Regions from separate parts of the Pan troglodytes genome. Here region 2 is linked to region 1. A link is a contact called in public capture Hi-C data. All regions are on one chromosome and are shown on one strand. Each heading gives the region's core, a stretch centred on a gene start, on an enhancer-like site or on the middle of the called end of the contact. The rest is flanking DNA. Distances are from core to core; before and after follow the strand shown. Region 1 has its middle 72 kb from the start of SLC30A8. Region 2 has its middle 180 kb from the start of SLC30A8.

Evidence for each region. Capture Hi-C pulls out chosen DNA fragments and counts their contacts.
Region 2: a contact with region 1 is called in a capture Hi-C map of stem cell-derived neural stem cells, with 2.8 times the contacts expected there. The contact joins two enhancer-like sites. A contact is called at or near these places in 1 of 7 Hi-C or Micro-C datasets (stem cell-derived neural progenitor cells) and 1 of 1 other capture datasets (stem cell-derived neural stem cells).

Annotation. Positions count from the first base shown.
Region 1 is chr7:127,359,992-127,363,167 of NHGRI_mPanTro3-v2.0_pri, forward strand. No RefSeq gene overlaps it. Among named protein-coding and RNA genes, the nearest start is that of SLC30A8, 72 kb to the right of the region's middle. Within about 2 kb of position 1,455, at least 2 of the 24 cell types and tissues checked have an H3K27ac peak or open chromatin away from gene starts, as enhancers often do. A contact at or near this core is called in stem cell-derived neural stem cells, where this site is marked.
Region 2 is chr7:127,607,384-127,610,559 of NHGRI_mPanTro3-v2.0_pri, forward strand. No RefSeq gene overlaps it. Among named protein-coding and RNA genes, the nearest start is that of SLC30A8, 180 kb to the left of the region's middle. Within about 2 kb of position 1,723, at least 1 of the 24 cell types and tissues checked has an H3K27ac peak or open chromatin away from gene starts, as enhancers often do. A contact at or near this core is called in stem cell-derived neural stem cells, where this site is marked.

The sequences.
Region 1 (3,176 bases), core at 205-2,704:
ACACAGTGCATGTGCACATACGTGCATGCATACACCACTGGAAAATTATGTGCAAACCCAGCCAGATAGGCTTTCTCATAGCATTCCTATAACTGATACATAGTGCCTTAGAGAAAATTCACATGCCAAGGTTTTTGCTTATCTTTACCTTGAAAATGAGTCCTATAAATATGAACATGTGAAATAAAGATCATCTCAGAAGAAGCAATCGAGAAGTTCATAAAATGTATCCTAGGCTGTTTCCATTTAAACATGGAAATATTTTTTCCATCTTTAAGTAATACCAAAATATTAAAAATGCTGTTTGGACAATGACCTTCTTCTAGTTTGTAATGTCCAGCACAATCCTTTATTACTTATAAGCCAAATCTGGGCTGCTCAAGCTGTGGGCTGCACTGGGGCATGAAGAGGCTTGGCAGAGACCTGAGTGTGTGTTCAGCTATCAGCTTTGTCTGTGATCCGGAAAGCAGTATCAGCAAATGGCATTTTACTTATGGAGTCCCTGAGAGTCATCTTAGCAGGGCTGAGCAGGAAATCATGTGAGATAGCCATGTAAGAGGGACAAGAAGAGACCCAAATGAGGGACAAAGTCTGCAAGTGGACCAGAAAGAACAGTTGAATATCACAGAGAGGAATAGGGCAGGTTACTGTGGCAGGGTGTTATGTTATTGAGAACAGGACCAACCTCTTTTCTGACCTTGCCCCCATCTCCCTTCATGCTTTTCCCCACATGTTTGAAACCATTGAGATGTGCCCTAGAAATTGCAGTTATAAAGCAGGGGATAGACTTGGAAGAAGTGGACCTTCCACACAGGATCCAGGGAGGTAGATGTTGAGACTAAGCCACTGGGTTTGGTTTAATAAACTTAGGGACAGAGGCAGTCTTAGTCCAATGCAGAGTGTGGAGTTAGCAGACGGTGTCAAGAATGGCATGTGTGTTAGTTAGGTTGTTCTTGTATTGCTATAAAGAAATGTCTGAGACTCGGTAATTTATGAAGAAAAGAAGTTTAATTTGCTCATGGTTCTGCAGGCTGTCCATGCGTGGCAAAAGCATCTGCTCAGCTTCTGGGGAGGCCTCAAGGAACTTTTACTTATGGTGGAAGGTGAAGCAGCAGCAGGCACATCACATGGCAAAAGTGGAGCAAGACAGAGAGCGGGGAAGGTGTTTTTTAAACGATCAGATCTCACGTGAACTCACTCATCACCAAGGCGAGGGCGCTAAGCCATTCATGAGAGATACACCCCTGATCCAAACACCTCCCACCAGGCCCCACCTCAAATATTGGGGATTACAATTCAACATGAGATTTGTCGGAGACACATATCCAAACCACATTACGTGGGAAGGAGTAGTCTGCATTCAGAGTGGCACATAACTGTGGCCATAGGGCTGGGGTCAGAAGTAGGAAACCATAGAGGGAGGTGAAGCAGCATGCCTGTGACCTTCAGAGTCTGGTTAGACCCCAGGAGTGGCTGGATGATTCTGTCTTCCTCTCTCTTACTGCAGGGCCGAGTCTCTTTGATGGCTGTGATCTCATTTAGGGCTTTACCCATAGTTTTCGTCCACAGTGGTCTTGTGAGAGGGAGTTTAAAGCCCCTTTGGCAGAAATCATTTTTTCCTGATTGGAATCCTCACTTAAAACAGATCGCCTCCATTTGTACGGTGCAGGACCTTTTGTATGTAACACCATGAGAGGGCTTCAGGCAACAGCTGCTGATGACATAATGCTTAATGCCTTCGAGTCCAACAATGCGAGTTCATGGGAAGTATTTAGAGACCACACAAGCCAGAATGTAATCAGCGGCTAGGGCTTCCCATCAACAGACAAATCCATAAATATTTATTCTTGGCAGAATTGCTTTGGATGGCTGCTCACCTTCTTTCCAAAACACTTCCTTTTCTCAGCTCATTTAATTACATTAGCAAGAAAGTCTCTCTCTTTTTTTTTTTTTTAGCAGTTGCTAAATCTCTCTTTTATCGGGGAAATTATGGTCCAGGCAGAGCAGGATTTTGCGTGGGTCAGCCAGAGGGCTCCCCTCTGGTGTCCACTTATTTAGGGATGTGAAAACACCACAGGAATAAATCAGAAATGTCCTAAGTGCCTCTCTTATTCAGGACTCCACATGTGACTTCTAATAAAGCAAGCAAAATATAAATCAGGCCAGGCCATTTTTTTTCCAAAGCAGACAACAATTTCAAATGCAAAGCAAAAGGCATCTTTGATAGCACTGACCATTCTTTGATGCAACATACACATGCAAATTGGAAAATATACTGGAAATATTATAACCTAGGTTTTTATTCCACTTCCTCCTATGTCCTGTTCCCTGGCAGCCATCAATATAGAATCAGAGAAAGTGGGACAGAAAATTCTACCTTGAGAAGGAGAAGCACACAATATAGAGAAAGTTCTGGTTTAAAAGGAAGAGGTAGAAAAATCTTAACTCTTTTGCTTCTCAGTTGACTGTCAAAAGGAGAACAGAATGAGAGTAAGGGAAGATAGGAGTTGAGACACATTTGACATGTGATTTTTCTCTTCTAGGTAGAAAGTCTAATACCAGAGAGGTATTAGATGAAGTGAGGGAAGCCCTAAAGGAAGCGGCTGTTTTGTCTTACTTTTCCATTAAGAGATCCGAGAAAGGACCACCTTTCATGATGGCTCCTCTCACTCTCATACCAACCTGTGGTGGCTACCTTAGAAAAAAATCCTCTTTTTTTTTTTTAGAGGGAATTTTGCTCTTCTTGCCCAGGTTGGAGTGCAATGATGTGATCTCCACTCACTGCAACCTCCCAGGTTCAAGTGATTCTCCAGCCTCAGCCTCCTGAGTAGCTGGGATTACAGGTGCCTGCCATCATGCCTGGCTAATTTTTGTATTTTTAGTAGAGATGAGGATTCACCATGTTGGCCAGGCTGGTCTTGAACTCCTGACCTCGGGATCCACCTGCCTCGGCCTCCCAAAGTGCTAGGATTACAGTCATGAGCCACTGCGTCTGACCTAAAATCCTTGATGTAGAGTGTTTATTCAAGAAGACTCAATCTCTATAAGGGTGAAAGCTATCAAGACATTCTCACATGTTCTTCAGGGACATGTGGGAAGTAGCTGATGGTGCTTGTTGGTTAATTTACCAGGAGGATGTCTCAGGGATGTGAAGTGATCATATAGCTGATGATAAT
Region 2 (3,176 bases), core at 473-2,972, 250 kb after region 1:
TCCGATTTATTTATTTATTTATTTATTTATTTATTTATTTATTTATTTGAGATGGAGTCTTGCTGTGTTGCCCAGGCTCTAGTGCAGTGGCATAATCTCAGGTCGCTGCAACCTCTGCCTCTCGGGTTCAAGCAATTCTCCTGCCTCAGCCTCCCGAGTCGCTGGGATTACAGGTGCCCAGCACCATGCCCAGCTAATGTTTGTATTTTTAGTAGAGATGGGGTTTCACCATGTTGGCCAGGCTTGTCTTGAGCTCCTGACCTCAGGTGATCTACCTGCCTCAGCCTCCCGAAGTGCTGGGATTACAGGCATGAGCCACTGCGCCCAGTCCTGCTTCAGATTTAGTTACGTCCTCTTCTGTGTTTCCTTAGCCTTTTGGGGACATCCCAATACATTATTTTCCTTCTCACAAAATACATCTTTAAATCAAACGGTAATTTTAAACCAAACTTTGAGTAGTCCACACAGAGTGTAAGATAAAGTTAGGAAACAATAAAGTAAGATGAAAAAAATAATAATAACCACTATGAAATGTGAAATGGCATGCAGTCATGGGAATGACTGAAATCATGAAAAACTATCTTTAATTCCCCTGTTTATCGGAAAACTATATAATTCTTTGTTATTTTATTGCCCCCAAAAGCCCACTTGTTATAACCTGCAGTTATAAATATTACAGAAACATCCAATTAAAAAAATCAAAAGGCTCCTTTTTCCTATATCCCCAGAGAGTCAGGGTGAATTGCTATTCACACATCCAGTTGTCTCAATCCTTAACAAGAAGATTGATCACATTCAGAAGAAAACAGAAATAATCTGGAAAATGGAGGGCTCAAATACTTTATAAATAAGAAAATAAATGACTGTTTCTTACGATGAATAATTTAAGTAAATGTCACATTGAAGTAATTGCAAATAACATATAACACCTTTGAGTTAATGACAGTGGAATTAGGAAAGCTTTTTCTAATCACTGTCATCTTTTAAAAGCTCAATAAAAATATGTAAGATAACTTCATCATTTTCCAATCCTGGAATCAAGCTTTTTAATATTTTTGCACAGAACTTACAAATTTATAAGTGAACCATCACACTTAGAAATGGGATGCTTTTTTCTAGGAGATATTCCATACCAACTCATTGAATTGATTTGTCCATCTCAACGGTTCTTAAAAATTGTTAGAGTTACAAAACTTTAAAGTAGAGAAGAAATCATATATATTATTTATCCCAAACTTTCTATTTTACAGATAAGGAGATTAGGTCCTAGAGAGAAAATGTTCTGATCAAATTCACACGGCAATTAGTCGCAATTCTTAGTCTACAATTCTAGGTTCCTACTACCCAGGTTCAGTGACTCTTCTCAACAAGATACCTCTTTCTCAGAACAGGTTCCTGAACCTGGAACAAGAATTAAATTTTTTCCACAAGGCCTTGTTTGATTGGGAAATTGATTTAAATGCAGCTAGACACCTACTCAAGCTTTTTGTTTTGAGCCTATTCTAGTTACTGTTGCTCCACAATGTAGTGATAGAAGATACCTATCATTCTATTTTGCTCACCATTTGGCCAGTCAAGAATTACAGAAGGGTTTATCTGAGTAGATGGTACTGAGAGTCTGTCATGCAGTTGCAGTCAAATACAGGCTGGCACTGCAGTCATCCGAAGGCTGTAGCAGGTAGGACATCAGAAGGGCTCACTCACATGGGTGGTAGTTGGTGCTGGATTTTACATGCTGGAAGCTAAGCTGGATTTGCTGACTGGAGAGCCTATACAGGGCCTGTGCAGCATGGTGGTCTCAGGGGCTCTCACATGGTGTCTGGCTTCCCCCAGAGTAAGTGTCCTGAGAAATCCAACCAGAAGCTGCCAGGCCTTTCCAGACATAGTCTCTAAAGTTATGCAGCTGCATTCCACTCTTTACAAGAAAGTTACTAAGGCAGGCTTAGATATTAGTAAAAGGGAGGAGACAGAACTCACCTCTCTGTGTGCAAAGTTTCAAATAATTCATAGACATGTTTTAAAACTGCCACATGGCCACAGAGGGAGAAATCTCAGGTAAGCTAGAAGATATGACATAAATGTAGAATAATTGATCAGTCACTCACAGTCATCAAAGAAACTTTGGAAAATAGAATATATATTCCTCTCTTTGTTTATCTCCCTAACACCCTACAATAGAAAAATGTAACTAAGAGTTTTCAATCTCAGATTTGCCCAGTTTCCAAGACAATGAAATTGATATTCAAGATAAAGTTTCAGGAAGATGACCTAGAAGGCAAAATAATAATCTTCAAAGTCAGGATCTTGAGTTGCAAATCAAGTATTTAATATTTGAGTTAATGAAGGACCAAAGAGACCTTTTATTGTTCCCCCAATGAGCATGTGGAATTAAATTTTATTGAACTCCTTAGAGAGTTGTGACCCTGTCTTTTAAACTTGATTTGTATGGCTTTCCATAGAGCCCAATGCAGAGATTAGTGTTTCACAAATTTCAAATGATAGATGATGATTTAATTGGAACAGAGTAGTCCATAAATGTCTCATGAATATAAAAACATGATGGAGACTTTGGTATAGACTGCTCTGTGATTCCAAGAGTTGGGATGAATGGGACTATTTTTAAGCATCCGAGATTTTAGAAAATAAGAAATTGGAACAATTTCCAATGACACTGATAAGGGCCACAAGTACCACTTAGCATTTAAAATTACTTCAAGAAAGAGACACAGAGATTCAGAGAAACAAGCAAATATTTACTAGAGAACCATTAGGATGTTGAATTGAAAATCCTTTTCATCTCTTATTTCTTAACCTTTTCAGAAAGGAGTAATATTTATAGGTAAGTTGGAAAATATAATGTGTGTGTACACTATAAGAATGGTATGAATTCTCATACCGTGAGGAGTGGGACAATTTGAAGAAGTTGTAAAACTATTTCTCTTCTTCAAAATTTTACTGTTGCCAATAAAGATATAAAATTCCAGGTTTCCAAAAGGTTGATGGAAATTATGTAAAAATAAATTATTTAAATCAGGGCTCATGGATTATATGGCCCAAATCCAAAAGAAGTTAAAAATGAATTTTGTATTATTTTTTGTAATTTTGTAGTATGGCTTTTTCTTTTGCTGATCCCATGTGGGTTCTCTGACATAGCTCCATTCTGGACTGGGATTGAA